Linked DNA regions of Ovis aries: region 2 is linked to region 1. A link is a contact called in public Hi-C data. All regions are on one chromosome and are shown on one strand. The core of a region is the stretch at or near the end of the contact, and the rest is flanking DNA. Distances in the headings are between cores, read along the strand shown.

Region 1 (4,354 bases), core at 678-3,177:
GAGGAAATGCTTTACTGTGTACTTTTCATAATTTTTCTCTCAATAAATTGACTGAAAGTGAACACACTAGTAAACACATAAGGGATATGTATCTCCACCTACTGGAGAAACTGTATAAACACAGTTCCCACTTCTCTGCCAGCAGAGAGTGGGAAAACCTCATAGACAAAGGATACCAGGCTGAGTTCTTGAACAATACTGTCTCAGCAGTCGGGAAAGATGAGAACTAAAGCTGCTCAGGTCTTGCCTAACAACACAAAAATGTAAGCCTTGGAAAGATCACATGGTTTCCAAGTAACCTAACTGCATCGCAGAACAGCTATGTGTGTCAGGTCAGAACTAATAAGCCAGACCACTTCCTCATTTTACAGGTAAGAACTCTGATCCTATAGGCAGTGGTTTAGTTGCTAATTCGGGTCCACCTCTTTGCCACCCCATGGACTGTAGCCCACCAGGCTCCTCTGTCCATGGGCTTTCCCAGGCAAGAATACTGGAGTAGGCTGCCATTTCCTCCTACAGGGATCTTCCCAACCCAGGGATTGAACGGATGTATCCTGCGTCTCTTGCACTGGCAGGTGGATTCTTTACCACTGAGCCATGTGGGAAGTCCCAGCCTAGAACTCTAAACCCAGTGAAATTATCTTTCAAAAAAGAAGCCAAAATATTTTCTCAGAACTTTGTTGAGACGTTTTTAAAATATAAGCATTGATAATACTTATGATTATAAAAATTATTCCATAAGTATAACAAATACTACTATACAAATAAATATGGATGTGCTAATAGTAAAAAGTAGTCAAGTTTGGGGGCATTAAGCAGAAATAAGTTACAGACAGAGACAATATTGTTATTTGCCGCAAGGGGTGGAGGCTCACTAAAGGTGAAGTTCTTGTGATATCAAGTAGAGGAGAAAGAAGGAAGGCCTTGAATAACAGCTGAAGAGTTTAGATCCAGATGAAAGACTAAAAGGAACCCCTGGAGTTTTCTGAACAGAGAGATAAGTGGCAAGTGAAAATATTAGCATACCATATATATGGCAGAGAACTGATAGTATCATAAAATCAAAGCAAAACTCATGGGGAGGTTTCACTGGAAAAATGTGCTCATAATTCAATTCCAGATGAGAGGCAATCACCTTCCCTGGGGACAGGGACCCCTTGCGATGGGTGGATCAAGACCAGGAGCCCAGATGAAAGAAACTGACCTTCAGCTGGGAGCCACCTCTGCTAGTCTCTCTCTACCCCTAAGCATCTGTTCTGGCACATTACAGCGCTGTCATTTTTGGCTAACTAAAAAGTAAGATGAGGAAGTTCTCCAGGTAGAAAAAACATAGTTGTTCTTTTACAACAAATGTTGGTGAGGTGATCTTGAAATGATCTTTCTATAATAGAATATAATTTAATGCCCTTCTGCTTTATCCTCTGCAGCCCCCTCACCTTGCCTAGAGAGTAGAAATCTAGGAACAAATTAGGCTCGCCACCATTCTGTGGACTGATAAGAAAAGTTTTTTAAAGATAAGAAATTCATTAATTATAATAAATAATTAATACATTATTTAAACAATTTAATTAATTCTGGAAAAAGAAATCAAGAAAGTACTTACCCTTACAATCATTAAAAAGGACCCAGACACCCTGAGAATTTCCTAACCATGTTAGAAGGGTAAGGCTAATAACTGTGTGCTATGCTTAGTCGCTCAATCGCGTCCAGCTCTTTGTGACCCTATGGACTATAGTCCTCCATTCTCCAGGCAAGATTACTGAGGGGATTCCTATGCCCTCCTCCAGGGGATCTTCCCAACCCAGGGATCAAACTCAGGTCTCCCACATTGCAGGTGGATTCTTGACCAGCTGAGCCACCAGGGAAGCCCAAAAAACCAATAATACCTAAAATAACCAGGAGAGGGCAGAGTAAGACCAAATGATATTTAATTTTTAGTATCACAAAGGGAGAGCTTCTGTGGCTCATTGCAAAGGCCACACCTACCCATCACCCTCTTCTAAAATTGCTCTTTAGAAATACTTCAGTGACCATTTTACCTTATCCTGGTCCACACCAGGCTCTCTGTACACAGTCCACCTCTGCCCATCAGCACTGTACAGAATCTTGTAGGCTGACACGTAGTAATTGTGCTCCACCATGGTGGAGCCAGTAGTCACAATGCCTGGGAACAGGAAGGTGATCCATTAGAGCTCACAGTCTGATCCTTGAAGTTTGTTCATCACTGAAGCATTAACACCTAAAATGTACTGTTCGGACAGTTTTGTCTGTGGCACAGGACCATACCTAAGTGCAAGGTTTCAACCTAATAGGAACTACTCCTTGGCTTTGTTCCCTTGGAGGGACAGGAAGAATTATGACCACATATAAGGAAAGGACTATTGTATTTTGGCAGCCTGTATTCCTGTCACTGCAAAATACTGCTCACTTACTGAAAAAGAATGACTTCCTGGGAATGAATAAAGATTATTGGCATTATTTTTAGTACCAAAGCAAAATAAATTTCAACAAAATTATCTAAAGCAATCCTAACCAAATATTCTGCCCATGTGTTAAGTTGCTCTAAATAATTAAATTTATACTCGGCACATGTGGGATATTATTTGTTGCTCTTAAAATGGGCTCATTGAACATAAACTTCCCTTAATGACTGTTGTTGCTGTTTAGTCACTGAGTTGTGTCTGACTCTTTGTGACCTCATGATTGTAGCCCTGCAGGCTCCTCTGTCCATGGGATTCTCTAGGCAAGAACACTGAAGTGGGTTGCCATTTCCTTCTCCACTTAATGACTGTAGGAGATGGTTATTTCAGATGCCTCAAGATCCCTTTACTCTAACACTACCCTAAAAAAAACTTACTACAATGAAAAGAAAAACTAATAAGAATCAATTACCAACTCCTCTCCTTTGCAATGCTTTGTAAAACCTTTGGTCGTATTAATACCAGTAAACTAAACTTGGTGTCATGTGGGACTCTTGGGACCCCATGGACTGTGTAGCCTGCTAGGCTCCTCTGTCTGTGGCATTCTTCAGGCAAGAATACCGGAGTGGGTTGACATTTCCCTCTCCAGAACTACACTTAAAATCATATAATTAAATTTGCAGTGACCAAATTTTCTATGAAATTCTTACATGTCACCAGGTTTTCAAATGAAATCAGCATTATAAATCATCTAGAAAATTCTGTCTTTTACCTGTGATCTTCTTTTCCTTATTCAGATCTACTTGCAACCACTGGTATTCATCGGTGGCAAAAGCAGCCCAAGGAGGTCCAGGTTTTTTCAGCCTGGCCTTTTCAGGTTTCCAGCTGTTCTCTTGTCCTGTGTGGTCCGTCCACTCCAACACAGACGATGCTGTTATTTGAGCATCAGCGATCACGCCAGATTCCATGCCCAGTGTTCCATAACAACCTGAAACAAAGAAGAAAGTAATTCGGTTTCCAGACATAAAACTCTGAGCTATAAATACTTATTCATTGGAAACTCTGAACTGTACCTTTAATTAACATTCACTATGCTGACAATAGCCTATACTAGAGGATTTCAAAAGCAGGCAAATGCTTCTTGGGTCTGTCTTTGGGTTTCATCAGAGAACATACAGACGTATTTATTCACAGCAAGGCATGTGAGTGCGCTCAGTCATGTCCGACTCTTTGCTACTCCATGGACTGCAGCCCGCCAGGCTCCTCTGTCCATGGAATTCTCCAGGCAAGAATACTGGAGTGGGTTGCTATTTCCTCCTCCGGAGGTTCTTTCTGACCCAGGGATCGAACCTGAGTCTCCTGTATCTCCTGCACTGGCAGGCAGATTATTTATCACTGACCCACCTGAGAAGCCCATTCACAGCAATAACCACCAGTTACTGGTGGCACCTTTCCCTCTCTCTGGGACACCTTCCTCAGTGGGCAACAGGCTCCCCTACTCCTCCAGGTGTTGCTCAGATGTCACTCCTCCCTGAGGCCTGCCCCAACCCACTCCAAACTTCTAACCAGTCCCTCCTGCAATGCCTGTCTTCTTTCCCTGCCTTATTTCCTATATCTTTTATAATGTTATAGACAGTACATTATAAACATTCATTTACTTATCCACTGTTCATTCTCCATATCTCACTACCAGAATGTAAATTCTGCTCACTTTTGTTTCCCTTGCACCAGAAGAGTGTCTGGTGACAAATGAAAAAAGGCACTCAACATTTTTTGTTGATTAATTAATTACTTCAGACATATTTTTTTTTTAAATCCCTTTTTCTTAGGAAACTTCCATGGTCACTTGATCATTTCTCATTAATATAAAACCTCCAGTTTATTCTATTCATTAAATTATTAAGTATCTATTTTATCCTAAAGGAAATCAACCC
Region 2 (4,242 bases), core at 927-3,426, 150 kb after region 1:
GATATGTTCATGTTGTTGGATGTATCCTTTTCATGCTGAATAGTATTCTATCGTATGGATAAATCACAATTTATATCCGTTCAAGCCATCCAGTTATGAACCCAATAAACTTTACGGAGTGGAAAAGAAAAGACACTACGGTATAATACTTTTATGAACTTCTTTCTCTATAATAAATTTTACACTACCGCTTCATGTTTACCTCTGTAAGTATTCAAAAATGAATTATAAATACAATTTAACTATGCAAACTAAAAGGGTCTATTGGACCCAGATGGTAAATTGAGTATTTTTTTCTGGGGTCCTGAGGGATAACCAAGGAAAACTCTCTGAAATAGTAATTGCTGGAATATAAGAACTTTTTTGAAATTTAACATCTCATTTTCAACAGAATTTTAGTAAATAGAAATACATCAGACAAACATTAAAATGATCATCACCAGCACCACAAAAATAATAATGGAGGGGTTCCTTACAATGCTAACCACCTAAATGAGCAGATGGTTTTGACTTGAGAAATCCGGGTCTAAAGACTCATTCTGCTCTATTGTTTTTCCCATAAGTTTCCCCCCTCTTAAAAGAGAATGTGAAGATTTCCCCAGAATTTTCACCTAAATCATCAGTTCTTTTCCTCACATCTTTTAAAGCAATTGGTCTTCTCAGATTCTTAGCTTGAGGGAATGAGTTACATTTCATTCGGAGAGTGGGAAGCAGTGAGTCAGATAAAACTCACTCAGGACACATAAAGGACTTGGCCTGTTCGTTGGGTAACTGCCCAGCTTAAAATTAGGATAATGAACTGCCTTCTTTACCTGAATGAAATATTTCTCATGTTTCAGATTTCAGCACTCGTTTGGAAGGCTTCTATCTCTCCAATTTAGTTGCAAGTGAAACACACATAAAATCTGCTTCCCACAGGCTGTTTGATTTAGAAGATATTGATTAACAATCAGCCAGGAGATGGGAACAATCTATTTTGACCTAACAATTTCACCCATCTTTTTAAACTGACTTTCAGAGTTTCCGCTCTTGGTGCACATTAAAGGATACATGTCAAAAATCCTAAAATATTAAACAATTTCCGGTTATTAAGGAGTTTTTGAATGGAAGGAACTGTTACTTTGGAACTGGTCTGCCTGTGAGTTGTTCAGTGGAAGAAGGCAGGATGGGAAAAGAATACTCAGTAGAATGTCCCCAGTGAATGTCCACACATTACTGGATGTGTGTGAGTGTCTAACCCAGGCCCTTGTTATGGAATCTTCATGATCACTGCAACAGTTAAAAAATTTAGCTGAAACATGGATGGACCTAGAGATTGTCATACTGAGTGAAGTAAGTCAGAGAGAGGAGAAATATCCTATGGCATTCCTTAAATGTGGAATCTAAACAGAATTGATACAAATGAACTTACTTACAAAACAGAAAGAGACACACAGAATTAGAGAAGGAACTTAAGCTTGCCTCTACACACTGCTACATTTAAAATGGAGAACCAACAAGCACCTACTTTTAGGCTCAGTGTACTGTGGCAGCCTGGATGGGAGGGCCTTTGGAGGAGAATGGATGTGTCTGGCTGAGCCTCTTTGCTGTTCACCTGAAACTGTCACAACACTGTTAATCAGCTATACCCCAATACAAAATAAAAAGTTTAAAAAATTTAGCTAAAGAACATGCCTTATAGTTGTATTTTTTTTTTTAATGTAGGCAATTAACCTATCCATTGGTGGACCAAATTGATTTGATTAGGTCTAAGATATTCTCATAGAAACTGATACCAAAAAGAATTTAAATTCTACCATCTCTTGATGGAAAATTCCATACAAGCACAGTTTTTAAAAAATCTCCTTTATCTTTTACTATTGTAAAATGAAAATAATATTTTTTTAATATTTCCAAGAAACGTCAAAGGACCCACCCAACTCCCAGGCTGCTCACTGTTTTTTTTTTTTCCTTTTAATTGCTTTTACATCATGTCCAAGTCTGACCATTTGCACTTAACACTTGCTTGATAAACTCTGCCAAGCTGAGGGATGCTTGTCTGTTTTACATTCCTTGGCTTGTGAAGCGTTTTTTTTCTGCTTCACATGCCTAAGGGGGCAAAGGTCAAACCTCCTCAGCTGCAGATGAGGTCATTGTTGCTGATGGTCTGCAGCTGATCACAATAAAAACAGGGTCTCCCCTGTGACCAGCCCTCCCCATTTAGGAGCAGTGATGTCATCTCTGGTGAGACAGGATGAGACATGCAACTGGGTTTAAATTGTACTACATAAATTTTTCTTCTGACTTCACTGCAATCTTTTATTTATTTTTGCAAAAATACTAGCTTAATCATGGTTTTAGACTAAAAATAAATAAATAGATGAAGTAGAGGAAGCTTATATTTTACAAGTAGCCCTTCATATCTGTCAGGCAAAGCCAGAATAAAGTGCTGTTTTCCTACATCAAAAGAAATGAATATTGGCAATCTCATATGCCAGTCTCATCCTAACACTTTCAAAGTACCTCTCTTCAAGAATACTAAGTGTTCTTACAAGGATTTCAGAATCAGACCTTAGTTCAGTTCAGTTCAGTTCAGTTCAGCCACTCGGTCATGTCTGTCCGACTCTTTGCGACCCCATGAATAGCAGCATGCCAGGCCTCCCTGTCCATCACCGTCTCCCAGAGTTCACTCAGACTAACGTCCAACGAGTCCGTGATGCCATCCAGCCATCTCATCCTCAGTCGTCCCCTTCTCCTACTGCCCCCAATCCCTCCCAGCATCAGAGTCTTTTGCGATGAGTCAACTCTTTGCATGAGGTGGCCAAAGTACTGGAGTTTCAGCCTCAGCATCATTCCCTCCTTAGTTCAGGTGTCCCCAGACTCTAGGCCATGGACCGGTACCTCCTGCCAGATCAGTGGCAGCACTAGATTAGAAATAAAGTGCACAACTTAGAAAAGGCAGAGGAACCAGAGATCAAATTGCCAACATCCACTGGATCATCAAAAAAGCAAGAGAATACCAGAAAAACATCTACTTCTGCTTTATTGATTATGCCAAAGCCTTTGTGCAGGTCACAACAAACTGTGTAAAATTCTTCAAGAGATGGGAATACCAAACCACATTATCTGCCCCCTGAGAAATCTGTATGCAGGTCAAGAAGCAATAGTTAGAACTGGACTTGAGACAACAGACTGGTTCCAAATCGGGAAAGGAGTATGTCAAGGGTGTATATTGTCACCCTGCTTTTTTAACTTATATGCATCGTGCAAAATGCCAGGCTGGATGAAGCACAAGCTGGAATCAAGATTGCTGGGAGATATATCAATAACCTCAGATATGCAAATGACACCACCCTTATGGCAGAAGGTGAAGAAGAACTAAAGAGCCTCTTGATGAAAGTTAAAGAGGAGAGTGAAAAGGCTGGCTTAAAATTCAACATTCAAAAAAGTAAAATCATGGAATCCAGTCCCATCACTTCATGGCAAATAGATGGGAAAGAATGGAAATAATAAGAGACTATTTTGGGGGGCTCTGAAATCACTGCTGATGGTGATTACAGCCATAAAATTAAAGACGCTTACACCTTGGAAGAAAGCTATGACCAACCTAAACAGCATATTAAAAAGAAGAGACATTACTTTGCCAACAAAGGTCTGTCTAATCGAAGCTATGGTTTTTCCAGTAGTCATGTATGGATGTGAGAGTTGAACTATAAAGAAAGCTGAGAACAGAAGAATTGATGCTTTTGAACTGTGGTGTTGGAGAAGACTCTTAAGAGTCCCTTGAACTGCAAGGAGATCCAACCAGTCCAACCAAAAGGAAATCAGTCCTGAATGTTCATTGGTAGGACTGATGCTGAAGCTGAAACTCCAATATTTTGGCCACCTGATGCGAAGAGCTGACTCATTTGAAAAGACCCTGATGCTGGGGAAGATGGAACAGGAGGAGAAGGGGTCAACAGAGGATGAGATGGTTGGATGGACACGAGTTTGAACAAGCTCCGGGAGTTGGTGATGGACCGGGAATCCTGGCGTGCTGCAGTCCATGGGGTTGCAAGAAGTTGGATACGACTGAGCGACTGAACTGAACTGAAAGTGAACAAGGAATGTAATGCGCTTGAATCATCCTGAAAGCATCCATAACCCCACTCTGAAAGAAAAATTGTCTTCCAAAAAGCTGGTCCATAGTGCTGAAAAGGTGAAGTCCACTGCCTTAGTTCGAATTCCACCTCTGCCATTTATATCTGGGTGACTATAAACACT

The links. Hi-C and Micro-C count contacts between places; a contact is called where the count stands out from the background.
Region 2: a Hi-C map of tail adipose tissue shows a contact between it and region 1, with 10 times the contacts expected there. The contact joins two enhancer-like sites. A contact is called at or near these places in 12 of 16 Hi-C or Micro-C datasets (blood, hypothalamus, liver and 7 more).

Annotation. Positions count from the first base shown.
Region 1 is chr1:164,048,789-164,053,142 of ARS-UI_Ramb_v3.0, forward strand. It overlaps DCBLD2 (discoidin, CUB and LCCL domain containing 2), which reads right to left. Exons shown (of 16, transcript XM_004002870.6): 8 at 3,193-3,408; 9 at 2,040-2,164. Among named protein-coding and RNA genes, the nearest start is that of TRNAE-UUC, 54 kb to the right of the region's middle. Within about 2 kb of position 1,928, at least 10 of the 54 cell types and tissues checked have an H3K27ac peak or open chromatin away from gene starts, as enhancers often do. A contact at or near this core is called in hypothalamus, where this site is marked.
Region 2 is chr1:164,200,410-164,204,651 of ARS-UI_Ramb_v3.0, forward strand. No RefSeq gene overlaps it. Among named protein-coding and RNA genes, the nearest start is that of DCBLD2, 90 kb to the left of the region's middle. Within about 2 kb of position 2,177, at least 6 of the 54 cell types and tissues checked have an H3K27ac peak or open chromatin away from gene starts, as enhancers often do. A contact at or near this core is called in hypothalamus, where this site is marked.